Linked DNA regions of Sus scrofa: region 2 is linked to region 1. Evidence: chromatin contacts called from public HiChIP or PLAC-seq data. All regions are on one chromosome and are shown on one strand. The core of a region is the stretch at or near the end of the contact, and the rest is flanking DNA. Distances in the headings are between cores, read along the strand shown. Region 1 holds the start of EXTL2 (exostosin like glycosyltransferase 2). Region 2 holds the start of DBT (lipoamide acyltransferase component of branched-chain alpha-keto acid dehydrogenase complex, mitochondrial).

The links. HiChIP or PLAC-seq counts read pairs in DNA pulled down with a chosen protein or histone mark.
Region 2: an H3K27ac HiChIP or PLAC-seq map of alveolar macrophages shows a contact between it and region 1. The contact joins the promoter of DBT here to the promoter of EXTL2 in region 1. A contact is called at or near these places in 2 of 2 datasets of contacts at active chromatin or transcription factors (alveolar macrophages and skeletal muscle).

What each region holds. Positions count from the first base shown.
Region 1 is chr4:117,395,405-117,398,776 of Sscrofa11.1, reverse strand. It overlaps EXTL2 (exostosin like glycosyltransferase 2), which reads right to left and starts at 1,566. Exons shown (of 5, transcript NM_001243549.1): 1 at 1,005-1,566. It overlaps SLC30A7 (solute carrier family 30 member 7), which reads left to right and starts at 2,394. Exons shown (of 11, transcript NM_001136211.1): 1 at 2,394-2,542; 2 at 2,751-2,852. The coding sequence starts at 2,463.
Region 2 is chr4:117,882,987-117,886,358 of Sscrofa11.1, reverse strand. DBT (lipoamide acyltransferase component of branched-chain alpha-keto acid dehydrogenase complex, mitochondrial) reads right to left here and starts at 1,702. Exons shown (of 11, transcript XM_003481505.4): 1 at 1,549-1,702. The coding sequence starts at 1,599.

The DNA of each region.
Region 1 (3,372 bases), core at 317-2,816:
AGTAACTTTAGCTTTGATATGACAATACATATTGGTTAACATATATGGGGCAATCATTTCAAGAAGATAAAAGAAGTGAGACACATCAAACATTTTCCACTCAGAGAACTTTTCGTGATTTAAAGTGTCCAATTACCATTTCTAGTAAAATGCTTTTCGTATTGCAGTTGGTAATTTTGCCACTTAAGGATGAAAGATGTGAAGTGGCATTGCCGCCTTTTGAAAGAAGGCCCTCATGGGAATAGCTATCTTATATTTTGGGGGTGAGGAGTGGGGACTTAGGAGTCCCAGGACCAATACAACTGAAATTAAACTTCAATTTTTCCAACTTATTTAAAAGCTATTATGAAAAAGGGTATTGCAGATTTCTCTATAAACCAGCTGAGCAATTTCTCATCCAAAGCAATATAAGATAAAATGCAGAATTTATCTTCAAAGGCAGAATACAAAAACACAAGCTCAAATTCCAGCTGACCTTGATGAGTTAAGGGAACGCTGCAAATCAGTTGCTGACATTTAGTTACTTCCATATACCCTCACCTCCCCCCCCCCAGCAAAGTTACATCATATTGAAATAAAGCAGCTTTGGAGAAAAACTCAATTGCCATGGAAATATTTATCTTGAACCCAGTTTGTACCCACTGATGTTTCCCTGGCAGTGCAGTTGAATAAAATTCAGTCTATGGCTAATATAAAAGCTTCCTAAAAATATAAATAAATGCTACTAATTGAAAATATTTCTTTAAGTTAAAATAATGAAATATATGCCTAGAAAGGCAAAGTACTCTTTCCAGAACTTAATTTCTGGAATCTAGCTGTTTTTATAAAGCAGTTTTAATTAACATGGACATTTAAAAAAAATTGCAGAGTACATAAATTATGTTTTTAAAAATAAAACCACCTAATCACCACCCCACATACTCACAAAGTTCCAAGGAGAGCAAAACACATATATGCTCACTGCAGAACATTTTTAACATGAGAGCATTTTGGTATTTCCTTACCTCGAGTGCAGAAGATTGCAGTGGGACCAGCCGATTTATTTGCTTGCAGCTTGGTGATCATAAAACGGAAGGGGCGTCTCGCTTGCTCATTTTTTGTTTTTTTCCAAACCCAGTAGCGTGCAAGGACTTGGCGTCACTCGCTGGATGGATAACCTGGATGAAACGCTGACCGCAAAGAGAGAGCCTGAAGCAGGGGGCCGTCCCGGGCGGCCACCCCTCCCTTTCGGTGACGCTCCACTTCCTGTTAGACTATAAGGCTGTTCCCAAGAAGCTCGGTTTTGTAGTTTCCAGCCCACCTCCAAAAGCCGGTCGTCCTTTATCCCCATTTCTCCCCCAAGACAACACCTTGTACTCATTCAGGTGATGGACCACCTGACCTTACCCAAGCAATTTCCCGGAAAGACGCCCGAAGACGAGTTCCAACGACCGTGGGTGCCCAGGACAGGCCCGTCGGGCTAGCCTCCCCGAGCTCCGCACGTCCCTGCGTCCCACCAAAGAGCCTGTTTTTCCTGCACTTCCTCGCGATGGGCAGTGGGGTTCTGACGAGCGTTAGAGCCGCGACTGCGGCCTCCGGGATGACCTGGAAGTGAAGGGGACGTGTAGGAACTCGAGTTTTGGGTTATCTGCGGATTGAGAATTGTCGTGGAAGCAATGCCTTAACCAAACCTGCATTCCAACCCAGTCTCGTCGGCGCTCCTTTTAAAGGGTTCTCTTAAATACATTTAAAATTCTTTCGGAAGACCTTTATTGATTGCCTCCAGCGTGGCAGTACGGAGAGGTCAGGCGCTGTTTTCGGGGGGCGGGGCGGGGTGGATTGTTAGGATGTGGGTGTCCAGGGTTCACCCAGCAAAACCATCATTTGCGCTTCCTGTGGAGTGAAGGCGAGAGAACGTGCGGCCTAGGTTCTTAAGCACTGCTGCCCAGGGCATCAGGTCTTAATGATAACAGGGGTAAGGGCGAAAGGGCTGGCGCTGGACGCCAGCGCATCCGGGAACATCGGCGGTAGGCGGTCAGGGTGGACGAGTGCGGGCTCTCAACTTCCCACCCAGCCCAGGCCGTGAGAGGGCCAGCTCAGGACTTTCCTCCTCAGTCCAGGTGGCGGGACTCCACCCCAGGTCGGCCCTTTGGAACACCGAGTCGTTGCAACCACCTTTAACTCGCAGAAAAACCCGCGCAGCCCCGCCCCCTGTCGTAAGCCCCGCCCCACCGCGCAAGTCCCGCCCTCGGCCCCGCCTTCCCCCTTTCCCGTCCCAGGACGCGTTGCGCGGCCCGGGCCGGAAGTCGGCGGGTTCCCGGGTGTGTGTGTCTGAGTCTGTGTCTGAGTCTGTGTCTGGAAGCGGCGCGCGGCCCGGGACAAGCTCCGGGGCTTCCCATCTGAGGCGTCACCACTGTCACTACCATCACCCACGGAGCCGCTACTAGTGGGGTGTAGACCCGGCCCTTCGCCGGGCAGAGAAGATGTTGCCCCTGTCCATCAAGGACGATGAATACAAACCACCCAAGTTCAATCTGTTCGGCAAGATCTCGGGCTGGTTTAGGTGCGGGGTGCTGTGTTTGCGGGATGGGGATGTCTGGCAGAAGGGGAGAAGGCCCAAACCTAAGGATGGCTCGAGGTCCAGGGAGGGAGCGTCGGGGACACCCTCGTTTTGAAAGTGTGGACTGGGAGGGTCTTGAAAGGAGAACCCAGCCTCCGGGTCCCGGCCCGCTTTGACTTTCCCGGCTCTTCCCCACTTGTGTCATGCCTAGGTCCATCCTGTCGGACAAGACGTCTCGGAACCTGTTTTTCTTCCTGTGCCTGAACCTCTCTTTCGCTTTTGTCGAACTACTCTACGGCATCTGGAGCAACTGGTAACCAAAGGGAAAAAGGGTTGGGGCGGAAGCAGAGGGTGGGGGAGACGAAACACTGTTTGCTTAGTGCCACGTAGCTGCTCACCGGGAGGTTCAGGTCTTGCCTTTGCCACCACCTCTGCTGCAGAGTTGCTTTCTCATATCCACACTGGTCTGGCATGCTTACGTTTCTTAAAATTCTGGGCCATCACATGCAGCAGTTAAAATTTAGGTCCCCGCTCCCTCCTTCCACCACCACCCCCTAGTCCGATAAACGCGAGTGCCAAGACCCTTCTTCAGTTTGACACATGGAGACAGTCTTTTGTCTTTACACGCGTTAGCTTTGCCCCACTTTCTTGGAACTGGGAGAAACACGTTTCCTGCCTCTCTGTGGGGGAGTGGCATTTAGATTCTCCCTTAAAAGTCCGGGAGGGAATATCACATGTTCTACTTAATATGTTATTAGATCTTGGAATGAGGAAGAGGTTTTTAAAAGGGATATCTTTATATCCCTTTTGATGCTCTTTTTTTTCTTGGCATT
Region 2 (3,372 bases), core at 453-2,952, 490 kb before region 1:
CCCTGTAACACAGTTCTAGCCAGTGAGTCTCAGTGTTTCAACACTTTCTTTCTTTCTTTGAACACATAGTTATAGCAGCCGTCCCGTGATCCTGAGAGAAAGGCCAAATGAACTGATGAAATAAGAACCCTGATAAGGATGAACCATTTAATCAGTGCCAGGTGCCACCTGTCAGGTGTTTTGTATACACAGGTACTTAACACAGGTACTTATTTGTATACACATGTACATATTGATTGGGTTTATTACTTAATAGCTGACAAACACCTAATACACATTCAATTTGAAGATTTCCAGGAGAGTAAGACATATGATAGGTCTGGAGTAGAGCTGGCTCAGAGATGGGAACTTCAGGAATCATCAGCATATAAATGGCAACTTAAATCAAAGAACTGGATGAGGTAACCCAGGACGTGCATGAAATACAGACTGCCAAGTCAGAACCTTTAGAAACACCAATATTTACCAGTTAGGCAGGGAAAAAGGAGGAGGTTGGGATCAAGTGTTCAAAGATGTGGGAAGAGTAATATCGGGAAGTTGGTGTCAGAGAAAACAAGGATGAAGAGCTTTCAAAAGAAGGCAGGCTTTCTTCTGGTTACCTCCTACTTAGTTTTCACAAATTTCAAATCTCACAGTATTTTCTGGGCATTTGCCTCATCTTTTCGTGCTGTGCTGTAATTGCTTGTTTAATATCCTTCTCTCTCTGCCCTGTGCCAGACAGCACGGCTGTAATTAAACTGAGAGGGTAGAGTTCAGTCTAGTCTTATTCACATTTGCATCCCCAATTCCTAGCACTGTACCTGCTACATAGCAGGCTCTTGAAAGGTTTTGTAACGTCAGGGGTCGAACACTGTAGAAAAATCCAAAAGAGTGGACTCAGGACGATAAACGCTATGCAAATAGGACGAAACACTATGCTTACAGGGATGTTAACAGTTTCATCTCAGCAAAGGGAACTGTGTCAAAGGGGAGACAAGAAGGGGAAATAGTGATGAATGGTAACTCTGGTGATACAAAAGTTTGGAAAGATACCGGTGCAGATGTAGGAGGCAAGTATAAGCCCAAAGAACAAAGCTTGAACCTCTCCGCTGCTCAAGCAAGGACTTAAGGAGTTGTTTCCTTGCCCAGTCTCCTCCTCTGGACTGTAAATTCCTCGAGGGCAGGAGTCGTAATTACCAGCGTCCGGGACAAAGAGATGCTCAATAAATGCTGAATGAATATAGTATATCTCCGTACCTCCAGTGCCCGGTACCCAGAGGGTGCTCAGTGAATGGCTACTGGGCCAAAGTCGAGCTGGGCTTTGGGGTTCAGATGGAGCGGGAGGAAGACCGGGTTACCTCAGAAGCGCACGCAGGTAAGGAGAGAAACTGGGTCTCCAGCCAGGTTGGCTCGCCACCTTCGCTGCCCTTCGTTGTGCACACATCCCTCCACCTTTCCATCACGCGAGACCTGCACGCGAGGCACTCGGAGGACAAAGTTAACACACCTCCCCCAGGTGACGCCGGACAACCACATCTTCCCGACCTCAGATCTGCCCAACCTGCTTACCAGCCGCCCAGCATTGCGGCTCCAGGTCCTCAGCACACGCGCTGCAGCCATCTTACTCCGGAAATGACAACTGCTCCGGGGTTGGACGAGCTGCCCCGGCGGGGACCTATCCGGAGCCGGAAAACGCGCCTCCCCCAAGCCTCGGGTGGAGAGCGAAGGAACGAGCCTCCCACCCAAGAGCCAACCAGGGAGCGGGGCGGGGCTGAGAATAACCCCAGAGGGGGCGGGGCGCCCTGCGGAGAGGGAAAGAGCCTGGGGGAGGGGAGCCAAGTGGGGAGGAGGGCAGTGCAAATTTAATTTCCGTGACGCTTCTGAGTAAAGCACTGCTGTGTAAGTAATGTGCCCTCACGATCGTCTTTTCGGTCCAAGTAACGGAGGAAATAGAGTATGTTAAAGAAACATGAAGGGTATTCACCTGGAGAAATTTAGGTTGAAGTAAGATCTGCAGGATAAGTAGGAAGGAAAAAAAACAAAACAAAACAGAAACATTCCTTCAGCTTGTTAATATAACCACCTTGGTTACAGGAGACGGTACTGTACTCTGTAGCAAGGGTCTGTACCCATGGTGGAGTCAAGTCTATGCTGGAATACTTCCTAATGCCTGGCATTTCTCACTTCATTGAAAGTTCTTGGTTACTGAAATTGGCTTTTAGATTTTTTTTTCATGGAAGATGAACAAGACTACCAGGTTTGAGATAAACGTCATCGAGGTTACCTCTCCTTCTGGGATAATGCTGCACGATGTTGCTACCCAACACAGGCAATATACATCACAGACACAGTACCTGGATTTACCTGCCTCATGGAGAAATGCCGAATAGATGTCGGTGAAACCGATAAAGAAAAGATTAGCGCTTTAATTGTCAATCCTCCTCACAGCAACTAGGAAACTAATTGGTAGAAATGTCCAGGATGATACTTTTCTATTCTAGCCTCTTAAATAGGAATGAAAATCTGTACAGATGTCTAAAGAATTACAGAGGAAAAGGCCAGAACAAAGGAAAAATCATAAATCCTCAACACTGAAGATGAGTGGCTGTAAAACAAAATTTCATGTATTTCATAAATTCACTAATATTACTCAAAGTCAGACTTTTGCCTTATTTGCCTTTCAGTGTATTCTCTCTCTCTCTTCTGCTACTTTGATTTTTTTAACTTTCCAACAAAATATTTTATAGGTACTAAAAATATACTATATGCCTGTGTTTGTATAAAGAGGTAAAGTAGCTATGCCTTTGAACTGAATTATTTTTCTTCCCAAGGTCCCTATAACACCTTCTTCCTCTTTTTTTTTTTTTTTTCCCTTTTCTTTTCAGGGCCATACCTGTGCATATGGACGTTCCTGGGCTATGGGTCTGCAGCTGCCAGCCTACACCATAGCCACAGCAACGTGGGACCTGCACCGAAATTTGCAGTAACTCCAGATCCTTAACCCACTGAGTGAGGCCAGGGATCAAACCCGCACCATGTAGGGTTCTTAACCCATGGAGCCAAAACGGGGAATTCCCCACGTTTTTCTACTTTACCTAACTTTACCTTCTCCCAAGAAACTATCTGTTTTCTTTTCTTTCACATTTTTTTTTTTACCTCTGTGGATTACTGCTTCCCAACTTCATTTTATGTTGCCTTATCTTTCCTTCCAATATCAAGAGATTTGTCATCTATTCACTAGTTAATCCTTTCACCTGGGCTCCAAATAACCAGATAACCCACGTCTTCTTTTTAAAAAGTGAATAAAATGGTTATTACCTGGCAATTCCATTCCTAGGGTACCCAACAGAAATAAAAACATAAGTCCACACAAACTAGCACAAGAATGATTGT